Regions from separate parts of the Mus musculus genome. Here regions 1 and 2 are each linked to region 3. Evidence: chromatin contacts called from public Hi-C and HiChIP or PLAC-seq data. All regions are on one chromosome and are shown on one strand. Each heading gives the region's core, a stretch centred on a gene start, on an enhancer-like site or on the middle of the called end of the contact. The rest is flanking DNA. Distances are from core to core; before and after follow the strand shown. Region 1 has its middle 6.3 kb from the start of Gm52637. Region 2 has its middle 4.4 kb from the start of Gm31419. Region 3 has its middle 7.3 kb from the start of Gm30944.

Region 1 (4,199 bases), core at 78-2,577, 360 kb after region 3:
AGAAGAGGATGAAAAAAAGCAGAAGAGGAAGAAGGAGATGAGGGCTGCAAATCCTGATGGGAGCTGTAACCATCACCATGGAGACCGGAATCAGATGGGTACCGCAGTTTAGGACGTGGGATGAACACACCAGTGAAGCTCATGCAAGCAGAGGCCCCACTCTGCCAGACACTGACACTCCCTACAGATTGGGTAGAAAGAGCCAGCCATGTTTACAGCAAGCTTGCTCTCAGTTTGATATTTTATTGGCTAAGTCTAGAAGGTCACAGAATGGAGGAACAGGAAACTTGGGAGACTCTAGATGACCATTGAAAAAGTTAGGGTGAATGCTAGATGATTTTTTGAAACCTGCTCATATGTTCCAGATTCCTCGGTTAATCAACACAATATGATTCGTCCTGTCTGTGACCCAAGAAAGAAAAGTATCATTCCTGATGTTGTGGTGTTGGCGAGTGTTTCATGACCAAAGCCAGATGGCTCTACAAACAACATTGTCCAAAGGGGTGTGAAGCAGGCTTCCAGCTGAAACCAGCCAGGTGGCTTCCTCGGATAGGATTGCGGCAGGGAACACTTGCAAGGCTTGCCCTGGCTTGGCTCCCATTGTTAGCTTGGTGCCAGGTCCTAGGAATGTGCTTCTTAAAGTCAAAGGGGCTTCTCTTTTCTTTTAACAGTCTCCCCCAGCTGATGTCTCTGTGAGCAGACATGTGCTCTGAGCTCTGTGGTGGTTTTATTTTAGATTTTATGCATTCCTAACCCTCCTTTCTGTCCCCGCGTCTCTTCAGTCACAGGTGCTATAAGTGACAAGAAATGTTTGAATCCATCCCAGCATACCCTGCAGGTCATTTCCTCGAGTACTGAACTGGTTTTGTAAGCACTCCAATTACTGGGAGAGCCCCACGTGCCCTGGGGCATATGGGCCAGCTGAGAGTCCAGTCCCTGTCCACACCGCAGGGTACATGACATGTCAAAGTGGAAGGAACATCCCCGCCTGTGCTCCTGCGGTGTGGGGCAGGGGAGGGGAGCAAGACCTTATCTCAACTCTGCTGACAGCCCCAGGGCTTGGCTTTCTTTTTTTAAAAGCTGCCTCTGTTCATGCACGTGTGCTCCCATTCCCAATGAGTTTTCAAACCCTTGGCATTTGCTTTAAAGGTAAGTCTGCTTTGAAGACTGGTGGGAATCTCAATCACGTTCCTATTCACAGTCAAGAAGGGAGTGGGAGCTAAAAATACCAGCGTTTCGGATTTCTTTCTCTCTTCTGAAGCACTGGAGAGAACCTCACCAGGTTCTCTAAGGGAGTCGGGGAGAATGTCTGACTCCCCTGCACCCACGCTGACACCCCGTGGCAGTGCCATCAGCCCGTTCCAAATGCCCACAGACCTCTCAACGGGGTGCTCGCTATAAGACTCCAAGGCCATTTTTCTAAGCATGGAAAATGAAGACTCCTAAATACATTACATATTTAACAAGCAAGACAATTTGGCTTTGGAAAAAAGTCTCAGAGCCACCAGGACGTTCAGACTATTAAAAGCCAAATGAGCTGACTAGTATCATCCACTCTGTGTGGAGCCTTGACACCAAGCAGTTCTTAAGTTATTAGCATGACGTTGCGGCTCGAGAGCACTGGCATTACGCTCAGACCCATGCTCATTAGTGATTGGCTCATTCTGCCCGTGCCTGGGCTCGGTTGATGAGGCAGGCAGGTGGATATCACATGGTGAGGTATTTTACCTTAAAAGCCACTGGGAACATAGATACTGATTTACCATTGATGACTTCTGGGTGAATCAGTCTTTTCCAAATCAAGAAATGTTCCTTTAAAGCAGAAAAGCAGAAAAAAAAAAGGAAAAAAGAAAGAAAAGAAAAAATCTGAAATCTGCCAGCTTTTTCTTTTTTCCTCTTAAAACCAGATCTGTCTTTTGGAATCAGATTTAAATTAAGACCAGATGACTTACTCTGCCAACATCTCATTAAAACAGAGATACCTTAAGAAGGCCAGAAGTGTGGACGTTGCGGCTGTGTGCAAACTGACCTCCCATCCCTGGCCTTTTCTCTGTCCAGGCAAAGGCAGCTAACTGGTAAAGCCTTATCTTTCTTATCCATTAGGGTCAGGTTGCCCCTTGGCAATGTGGGCTGGCATTCTGATTAACAGGCTGGCTGGCCATCCATGGCCAAGGTAAGAACCATTTGGTAGGACCATATCGAAAGTAATTATTAAAGTTAATTAACAGGAAGCTTAATTAACTTACTAGCCACCCAGCAGTGGAGGAACTGTTAAAAGGTCACCTCGGGACCAGTCCTCCCTCTGCTATCTTATTTCAGTTCAAAGACAAAGTAAGAGAAATATTTACCAAGTAAAACTGAACAAAAAGAAAAATTGCTGAAGATCGTAGGCACCATGGTAACACTCGGTTTCGAGAGCCTCAGTGCCTCCAGAAGACAAGCGATAATGATAACAATTTCTGGAAAATTGTATTAGATAATGCTTGCCACCGAGGCTTAAGCGACTCAGCCATTGTTCCCTTGAGTTAAACTTATTTATTCCTTTCATTTGAAATCCTGGGGGGGATAAACTCATCCAGATGAAAACAAGTGGCTTTTTGGGATAAATTGCTTAAGAGTTTTTGCCAGTGCAGCAGACATGACAGCTGGTGACAAAAGGAAGTGGTGATCTTAGTGGATGTCACCTGCTCTTCCTGGCTCCCCATGCCCACCTGGACCTGTCTCAAAGTTTCTCTTGATGGCCCCGTGTCTGTTGATATTGGGTAGATGCATCCAAATCCACAGAGGCTGTGGCAGAAAGAGTGGGGTCTGTGACATGACCTATAGAGATTTGATGTCCAGCTCTGACAGTTGCTGGTCATGTGACTTGAACAGGTGCCTTGGCTACTCTGGGCTTCAGAGTCTGTGTCTTAGGAAATAAAGGCAGTAAGTCTTGAGTTATCTGTAAGTTTCCAGCATGAAGCCAGGACCCCTGTAAGTCATATCATCTTTGGAAATGGGCTGTTGACATGACAGAGAGCAAGCAGGCTGCTTCCATGCTACTCTCTTACTGTATACTCATCTATAAAGCCCTTCTTGTGTGCCAAGACCCTGGATCACTCTGACATAATGACCCTTTGGAGGCAGCTACTGGTAACTCTGTGGGGCTCCTGCACTCTGCCCAAGTCTGACTCCATCACAGCCATCCTTAGATTGCTGCCAGTGGTGATTCTCAAACTCTTTGGTTCTGGAACCCTCTCACAGTCTTATGGATGGACTGATGGGCCTATATTAGTGTTCTATTTCTGCTGAAGCAAATAACTGCAAGCCCAGTAGTATGTCACAGTGCAAGACAGCCCTGACTATCTTGGTGGCCAGAAATACAAAATGGGTCCCACTGGACTCAAGTGAAGGAGCCAGGATGGCCGGTTCTAACAGGAGTCTGGTTGCTTGCTTCATTCAGCATTTCGGGGCCACCTGCACTGCTTGGCTTGCAATCTCATCCTCCAGTCACTGTGGCTTCTGGTTCTAGCCTCATATCTACTCACTCTCTTGTCTCTCTGTGCTCCTTTGTAAGGAACAAGATCCCATGTGATGAACCCAGGATTATGACCTCTTTAAGAACCTTACCTCAACCGTATCTTTGATGCTTCCAGAGGTTCAGATGTGAACAGCTTTAGAGAGCCGGTCTCTGCTTCCTGACCCATCAGGATGTAACAGGAGCTGCCTCACACTCCTGCTGCTACAGAGCCATTCAGCAAAGGCTCCACTGCCAGGATGGGCTGTGATCTCTGAAACCATGAACCCAAAGCAATCCTTCCTCCCTTACATTGTGTCTGTCAGTAGTGAGAGAAGGAACTGATAGAGCTACAGTGTATAACAAGTTATGAAATCACACCTAGGAACTCGTCACTGATATAGTGAATTATATTGGTTGGCCTTGAATAGCCCTCCCCTGCATGTGAATTTATAATGCCATCAGACTGCTCACTTGGAACATATTGGCTCATTAAATTAGGCAGACCAATCCTGTATCCGCACCTTTCGTGAGATAATAAAATATGCTAATTAATGTCATCACAAGCTTATCCGAAAAGCCTTACACCTTGAGAAACAGCTAGTAAATTTTCAAAAGTTTTAATAGTTGCTAGATTTCACAAGAGGTGCCTTTAGCAAACCTTGCTCATTGCTTCCCCCAAAGGGATTGCTTCGTTTTTCTC
Region 2 (4,349 bases), core at 1,042-3,541, 480 kb after region 3:
TAGAGGAATCAAAACCTCTTCAAGTCACTGTCTTCTCACCATTCTGAAGAACTGTGACGTGTAGGGCAGAACAGAGAAAGAAGGCTGCGCAATCACAGCTTTTTAAAGACTCTTTTTTTTTTTTTTTTTTTTTAGATGCAGTTCAGTATCTCGCTCTCCATGGCCCTGGTTATTTTTGATTGTGGTTTAATTTAACTCTGGCCCTCTCGTCCCCATGCCTGGCTCATTGGAATTCAATGAAGAGAAACCCTGAAATTGTCTTCCTTGCACCTGTTTTGAACTTGGAAAGTCCTTGTCATGGCTCGTGCCCCCTCTGCTTTCTAGGAGAATGTAGAGATGAACATGTCATCGAATTGCATCTCCACTCTGACAGCATCAAACTCATGACCTGTTTTTCTACTTCGTCCTCTAAAGAATAACAAAAATCCTCTTCCCAAGCAACTTTCAACTGAGAATTTGCCAGCTAAGTGTAACTTGGAATTTGAATGTAATTCCTTTAGCAATACTCTAGAAACCTGCAAAAACAATGTATAACTGCCTGAGAGAGTTCCAATTTGCTGAGGGTTTCATCTTTCCCCAGAATAAAATATTCCAAACAATACATTTAAATAAAGCTTTTTGGTGGAGATTGAAGCAGGCTTCACGAGAGCCATATGTTCCTAAACCTATTAGTTGAAACGTAAGGTAAAGACCAACCCTTGTGCACCGACCACTGAAGACATTATTAATTGCTCACAACTCTCTTTGTCATCAGATCTATAGTTACTGCGTTCCTTTCAATCCAGACTCAAATCAATTGTGGTTGATAAGCTAGTGGAATAAAATCAAGCACAGGGACTGGAGAGATGGCTCGGAAGCTAAGGGCCACCCTCTGCCAGTTCCAACCAAACATGTTGGGTGATTCATAACCACCTGTAACTCCAACTCCAGGAGATTTGATGCCCTCTTCTGTCCTCTGTGCATAACTATGTGCATAGACTCCCAACACGGACACACGTGCATATGCGTAATAGTAAGTAACACAATAGAAGCCATGCAAGATAAACATAAAATAGCATTAAAGATACAATAATAATTTATTTTCATCAAAGCAGACTCTTGACCCTAAGAAGCTGGTTGCTAGTACAGACAATAAAAATACTGACAAATATATATTTAATATCTAGAGCACAGTTTGGCCAGTGCCTTTTAAATACCTTTTATTGGCCAGCTTTCTATCACTATACTGAACAACTGAGATAATCAGCTTACAGGGAGTTTCATCTTGGCTCATGGCTTCAAAGGTTCTAATCCATGCTTGTTTGGTCCCATTTCTACTAAGCCTGTGCCAGATGACAATGGGAAGAAGCAGAAGAAAGATGCTCACCCCATGGTCAAAACGTGGAAGAGGGGAAGAAGGGGCCAGGGTTCTATCTCTCCGAGGACACACCCATCAACGACCTTGCACCTCCTACCTCTGGAAGCTTCCAGTGGCTCTGATAGCACTAAGCTGTGGACTGCAGTGTCATCACATGAGAGACAGTTAAGATTCAAACTTAAGCACACCTGTTTTCTATTTCTTAAAATAGAATACTCAAAATAATAACCTTTGTTATTATTTGTTACACATGGCTTCCGAGCTAAAGGGGGATCATTTAGAGAGTTCCATTTAAAGAGAGAAGGCAAACTTCTTCCTTCCATCTGCTGTAGAGAAGTTGGCTGGTGCGGCCAGAGAGACCCAGCAGCCACCTAGAGGAGAGAAGTTGCATCCTAGGCTTTGTGCTTCAAAAACCCAGAGGCAGCTTCAGTCCTCACTAACCACTAGGACACCCCACCAGACCGTCAACCTCAGACATTTTATTTTACTTTCAAAAAAATCCACCTCATTTAAAGTATGACCTGCCAAGTTTCTGTTGTGTATAACTTAGCTGATTAGCATAAAATATGTACACACCACACATATTAAAGTAGGTATACAATGATGAAATATATGGCTTACAGTGAATAACAACCGTTCACTGAACAGAAAACCAGAGCAAACAATTGCAGGCTTAAATTTTGATGTTTGGCAGGAATAAAAATACATTTTTGTGTGTGTGGGTGGGTTGTAGATTGTGTTTACTGGCAACACCATTTCAGAAAAGTTGCCGTGTTTGCATTGAGTAAATTAATGAATGGTTAAATCACTATTTTAAGTTGAGATACTGTTTCCTGTTTTAAAACACTTTACAGAGCCGTAAATACCCCACCTGCATTGGCTCGTTCAAGGGAACCATCCCATCTGCATTTTAGCCCTCTTTGTCTTGTCTCATCCAAGCATCAGCACCATTGAAGTGTCAGTGCTGCAATCCCATCCTCTTGGTTTTAAAACGCCAGTGCCGTGCTCATTTGCATGTTAGTTGGCATAAATTTAAATATTAATTTCAGGACACATTGCCTCTAAATCCAGAAAATAAATATAGCCTTCTGCTGCATTACAATACAGAAAACCAGTATTTAGGGCTCAGGAGTGTCTAAACATTTTAAACCACCTACATTTAGTCAGGCTCAGATTAAATGTAAACATACATGCACCTTACAAATTCATTCACACACTGGTCAAATTCCAGGTTGTGAACCACCAGAGAATGTATTCCTCTCATTTATTCTCATGTGTCCAGCTATAAATGCTTCCAGTTTAGACGAGCTGATAATCTAATTTTCAAGACCGTATCGTCTGGGCCTTATTTTAGCTAAAGAGCAGAAGAACCCACCTATGACTGCTTTAAACTAAGCTGTGCGTTTATAGGCTCACTCAAGCTGGAGCCCAAGGGTGGTCTTACTTCTGGAACAATTGTGCTGAGGTGTTCAAATGATGTCTCTGTCTCTGTCTTTCAGCCCTGACTCCTCTGGCTTTGCGCTCTTACTGGTCCTCGCACATGTGCTAGGAAGGTATGTTTGGCTTTTTGATCCCACAGGTCCCCACCCATGTGCTAGGAGGACATGCCTACCAGTCCCACTGTGGGGGGTGGGGAGGATTCCTATCCAGTTTCAATCAGGTGCTCATCTTGATGGTTGACAGCTTTGCCAGAATCAAAGGCAGTTAGGAAGGATGGTTTGTTTCCAGGAGGAAAAGTAAGTTTTTTTTTTTTTTTAAATGTTGTATTGTACAGCTGGTGGGGGACGCATGCCTGCCCATTCTTAGGTTTTTGCTGAAAAGAGAATGCGCCGAATGAGCTTCCATTCCCAGTGGGCTAGCAAAGCTGGTCCTGTCTTTAAAAACTCTGGGCTGCTACCAACAGGGAATTGCTGGGATGTACAAGAGCCGCTTAATCTTTTATGTGCAAACAAATCACCTATAATTAAAAATGTGTGTGCATTTGGATCCAATAGGTTTAGAATATGGCTGTGGATCAGGTAGTACTGTAAATGCACACTGATCTGTTGTCACACTGTAAAGTCACACGATTCTGCTGGTCCTCAGACCACAGTGAATAGCAAAGGTCGATCTTTGATCACTGCCCCTGAGACCTCAGCGACCTGCCCACACCTTTACAGAACTGTTTGACCATCAGCCTTTGGTCACCACCTCAGGTCCTGTAGTGAGCCACCTTTCCAGCTGCCATTCGAAAATTAAGAATTAACATAGTGGGAGCTGGAGAGATGGGTCAGCGGTTAAGAGCACAGACTGTTCTTCCAGGGGACCCAGGTTCAAATCCCAACACCCACATGCCAGCTCACAACTGTCTGTAACTCCAAGATCTGACTGACACCCTCACACAGACATGCAGGTGAAACACTAATGAACATAAATAAATCTTTTTAATTTTTTTTTAAAAAAGAATGAACATGGTAGAAGTCCCTGGCTTGGTTAACTTGGAGCCGTTTTCCCAGCTCCTGCTCTGGCAAGCAGACCCTCCTCAGTGACCGCCACCTAACTGAAGCCATCCACCACGCTGAGCAACTGGGCCCAGGCACTGTAGAACCAGCTTTCAGTTTGCATTCTCTTGAATTGTGGAGAGTTCAGGAAAACAGCGCTATAGATAACATTTCTTTCTGGGCATGCGAAATGACTTGTCTGTAAAATGTGCAGCGAATTCCTACATCTGACTCAGCACCTGGGCATTCCTGCTCATTTAACACGCAGGTGTGGAGAAGATGGAGAAGGTCTTCCCTGGGATGCTCTCCAGACATGATCCTCAGCTGCATTCCACGAGAACGAGAGCTGTAGCTGAGTTTACGGACAGGGGTGTGAGAATGGAGACCAGCAGCGCCGGGCGTTGTCTGCTGGGATGTTACACTTCTATGCCTTCTCCCTGTCCTTTCCCACACGTGGTCTGAGTCCCTTCCTCCACCCACTAGCTTAGACTACATTCAAATTTTTGCTTTGT
Region 3 (3,898 bases), core at 865-3,364:
TTTGGGGGGTGCGGTGGGAGGGAGGAATCTAAAATGTATCGGTTTATATGGAATACTGTTAGTTTAGCCACTGTGCTGGGCGCCATGCACAGCAAGTTAATAAGCTATGGTATCATCTGTCCCTTCCTCAGGCTCACACCATTTGCTCCTGCAGCCATGCCTATAGTGAGAAAGCAGCCATGGAGATGCTGCTCAGCCAGAACACGGATCATATCCTAGAAGCAGTTGTGGGGGCTCCGAAATATCCCCCATTTAACCCGTTTAGCATTCTCATTTCTGTTGCTGTGATAGAAATGCCCCCCCCCCCAAAAAAAACAACTTTAAGGTAAAAGGGAATAATTCTACCCTCCATTCTAGGCTACAGTGCATCACTGTGAGGAAATCAAGTCAGGAGCTGGAAACAGAGACACATCGCGTCAGCGGCAGAGAGCGCATGCATGCGCACACTCAGCTCATCTTCTAGGGTATGGAACTGCCCACGGCTTTAGGCTGGGCTATCTCGCTTCAGATAAGGTAATCAATACAATCCATGAAGACTACAGGCCAACTGGATCTGGACAGTCCCTCACTGAAACTCTCCCCTATGCGATTCTAAAATGCATCAAGCTGCCAGTTAAATTGAACCATCAATCCCAGAGTCAGTTCTTATTTTTCAGTACCAACGTTGAGGTAAACAGCTTCAACTACCTCCAAAAAGCTAAAACAGCTTCTGAGGCAGAAGTGCAAAGACCTGACTCAGTGGATCTGGGAATTCTGCCAGCCTCCTGGCTTGCCCTTTAGTGTGAACCAACATTTTCCTAGCCTGGGCACCGGGCATAGATGCCCTAGCTCTCTGTTTAATGCAGATCATCACACCAGAGCCACCCGCACCGAAATCCCCCAAGTTGGAAACAGCTTTAAAGGTCTCATTTCTGCAAGGTCTGTTTCTGTAGATCCAGAGCACTGTGCTGTTGAGGTGGTAATGAAGGAAAGAGGGGTGTCCCTAACCTTGAAAGCAGAGAGAATACAGCGTAATCTGTTGACAGGTCGTGGTCGGTTTTTATGTGTCTATTTTCTCTGTTGCCTTGTAAAGTCTACCTTTCTTCAACGCTCCTGGAATCCAGATTTCTTCAGATAATAGTTTGTTCTTGACATTTGTCTCTTGCCAGGCACAGGGAGGGAGGCTTTCCCTGACCCTGCCTGACGATCACCCTGCCTCTGCTCAGAGGCAGGCAGGGTGGCTCCCACCAGCAAGGGGCCAGCTGCTGGTTCTGGCCCAGGTAAGACCTGCTCTACAGCTGCCCTCACCCAGGAGCATCAGGTAACTGTCAGGAAGTTCCTCTTGTCCTTCCAGTGCTAGGAGAGACTCATCTTTTGTGGTCCCTATTCCAAAGTTAGTCCCTTCCTGCTCCTTTTCAGTGGCTGAGTCCCAAAGTGTAGAAGTCTATCCATTATGTTTTTGCTCTAATCTCGATTGCTTGAGAGAGAAAGAGAGAGAGAGAGAGAGAGAGAGAGAGAGAGAGAGAGGAGAGAGATTGTGTGATTTCTAGGCACAAACTTAAGGGTACACAGTGAAGTCCATAGCTTATTTGTGTTTGTGAAGGGATCATGAGTCTATGTTCTCTCTCCTTCCTTCCCTCCTTCCCTCCTTCCCTCCTTTCCTCCCTCCCACTCTTCCTCCTTCGGTCCCTCCCTCCCTCTCTTCCTCTCTCCCTACCTTTACTTTCTTCACAGGATTTTACTAGACAGCCACAAAACTGACCTTGAAATCATAATTCTCCTGCCTCAGCTTTCTGACCATAGAATTACAGAATTATGCCTCCACTAGTGGATCCTTTTAGCTTTTAGAGGTTTTATTTTTGTTGTTGTTTGTTTTGTTTTGTGTTTTTAAAGACAGTCTCACTATGCAGCCCTGGGTGGCCTAGAATGGCTCTACAGAGCAGGGCTGGACTTTAACTCAAAGAGACCCAGCTCTCTCTGTTTCCACAATGCTGGGGCTGAGGGTATGCAGCACCATGCCTGGCCTTTTCGCTAGTTTTACTGTGCACCACCACCAAGCTTTAGAGCAGGTGTTTCTATTACAGCTCATATATAAGGAAACCAAGGCTCAGCCGCCTCCATAGCGACGACAAGCTGTCAGTGGTGAAGTCAGCCAGAACTGCTGGGATTCCAAGGCTGCCGTTCTGCCCTGCCGTAGCACAGGCAGGCCCCCCAAAGCAGCAGCCTGTCAGAAGCAGGGCTCAGAAGCACAACTGTGTTCTCCCACAGAAAGAGACATCTTCCAAACAGGCCACAAGGAAGCTTCCAGTACTGCAAGCGCTTCTTTCCGCCTCTCTCCAAGCAGCATTGGCTGCCAAAGAACGAGGTGTGGTTTGACAATTTCATCCTCATGGAGGTGATTTTGAAGTGGCTTCTGGGAGGAGTTAGGCCCTTTGGGGATGACTGCGCCTACTGCATTGTGGGCAAAGGGTCTTGCTGGCTTCTGGGTAATTCTCTCCTCTGCTCACTGCTTCCTAACTCCCCCTCTCCCTCTACAAATGGCAGATGACAAAAACTCCCGAAGAAACTTCTCATGGCTGCATTTGTCTGTATCAGGGGAAATTAAAATACCCACATTTCCATGCTCTGAGGTTTGATGCCTTATTTGCATATTTTATTGATTTTTCCTCCCTTCTCCTCTCGGTGAGGAAAATGTACCTGTGTGTCAGCACTTACCTGCATTAGCTGTGCCAATGTTTGGCCCTGTTTGGAAGCGCCCCCCCACCCCGCACCCCCACCCGCCGGCCCCCAAGAACCCTGGAGAATGTTGTTTGTTTTGTGACTTCCCCTATAGTCTTTGTTGTTCGTGGTTTCAAATTTTGCCAAGGAAAATCAGTCTTACAGTCATAAGCATTCAGCTATGAAGAGTCCCTCTGCACACTTTAATTTTTTTTCAAGATCTATAACTTCCTTTGCAAACATGGGGGGTGGGGACTAGCCAACAGAAAGGGTGCGGAAGAGAGACTTCTTCCCACTTTCTGGTGCTGTCTACCTGAATTTTTTGAAAGTAGAGCATTTAGAAACAGGGCCCAGGTACAAGCAGAGAAAATACATGCACGTCACTCTCACATGTACATGTGTGTGCACGTTTGTGTTGGTTGGTGTGTACCTGCCTTCATTTACACACTCGGAGGAGAACAAACACCCTCTTTTCAGTACTCTGACTAGAGGAATTCCCTGCTTGGGTAGTTAGCATTTGACTCTTAGAAACAAGGAATAGGAAATCCATTTTAAAAAAAATAATTTAAGCAAGAATAAAAAGAAAATGTTTGAATTATTAGCTCATTTAGTTGGAAAAGCTAAAAGTGGAGAAGTTTCAGGCATGGCTGGAACCAGGTGACATACAGTGTCCCCAGGCTTGACTTCTTCATCTATTAGTGCTGATGGTGACGTCCAGGAAGGCATGTTTTATCTCATTGCCTACAGCGGATCCAGCATTGTAATTTATCAGTTTGGCCAAACCAGTAACCAGTAAAAAGAACATAGTATGGCTCCTATGAGAACAGCTTGGTTCATGTGTTCATCTCTTAACCAATGACTGTGGCCACAGGACAAGGCCTGAGTTAGAATGGAGCTAGCCCCACCTCTACTTCGGGCCTCAGAATGGAAAAGGATGTTTTTCCAAAGCGAAATACAAACTCTTGTTTCCAAAAGAAAAAAATGGATGGCGTAGTGTGACAATCCCTGCCCTCATGGAGCATAGGCTGATATCAGTCCTCATGGGCAAAAGGAGCAGAGACGACAGATGGCAGGGCGATGGGGTGGGAGCTGGGGGATGGGGTAGGGGCACGGGGTGGTGTCGGGAGCCCTGTGAGTGTGTGTAGAATGAAGAAAACACACCAGGACTGCTGAGTCCTGCATAGCCATGTGGAAGCACAGG

What was found. Hi-C and Micro-C count contacts between places; a contact is called where the count stands out from the background. HiChIP or PLAC-seq counts read pairs in DNA pulled down with a chosen protein or histone mark.
Region 1: a contact with region 3 is called in a Hi-C map of ventral hippocampal neurons, with 1.6 times the contacts expected there. The contact joins two enhancer-like sites. A contact is called at or near these places in 1 of 39 promoter capture datasets (hippocampal neurons), 7 of 484 Hi-C or Micro-C datasets (brain, cerebral cortex, cortical neurons and 1 more) and 3 of 115 datasets of contacts at active chromatin or transcription factors (VIP interneurons, embryonic stem cells and neural progenitor cells).
Region 2: an H3K27ac HiChIP or PLAC-seq map of VIP interneurons shows a contact between it and region 3, with 7 times the contacts expected there. The contact joins two enhancer-like sites. A contact is called at or near these places in 1 of 484 Hi-C or Micro-C datasets (cerebral cortex), 2 of 115 datasets of contacts at active chromatin or transcription factors (VIP interneurons and embryonic stem cells) and 1 of 9 other capture datasets (embryonic stem cells).

The regions. Positions count from the first base shown.
Region 1 is chr3:85,377,599-85,381,797 of GRCm38.p6, forward strand. No RefSeq gene overlaps it. Among named protein-coding and RNA genes, the nearest start is that of Gm52637, 6.3 kb to the right of the region's middle. Within about 2 kb of position 1,328, at least 41 of the 459 cell types and tissues checked have an H3K27ac peak or open chromatin away from gene starts, as enhancers often do. A contact at or near this core is called in VIP interneurons, brain, cerebral cortex and 3 more, where this site is marked.
Region 2 is chr3:85,494,015-85,498,363 of GRCm38.p6, forward strand. No RefSeq gene overlaps it. Among named protein-coding and RNA genes, the nearest start is that of Gm31419, 4.4 kb to the left of the region's middle. Within about 2 kb of position 2,292, at least 5 of the 459 cell types and tissues checked have an H3K27ac peak or open chromatin away from gene starts, as enhancers often do. A contact at or near this core is called in VIP interneurons, where this site is marked.
Region 3 is chr3:85,013,692-85,017,589 of GRCm38.p6, forward strand. No RefSeq gene overlaps it. Among named protein-coding and RNA genes, the nearest start is that of Gm30944, 7.3 kb to the right of the region's middle. Within about 2 kb of position 2,115, at least 31 of the 459 cell types and tissues checked have an H3K27ac peak or open chromatin away from gene starts, as enhancers often do. A contact at or near this core is called in VIP interneurons, brain, cerebral cortex and 3 more, where this site is marked.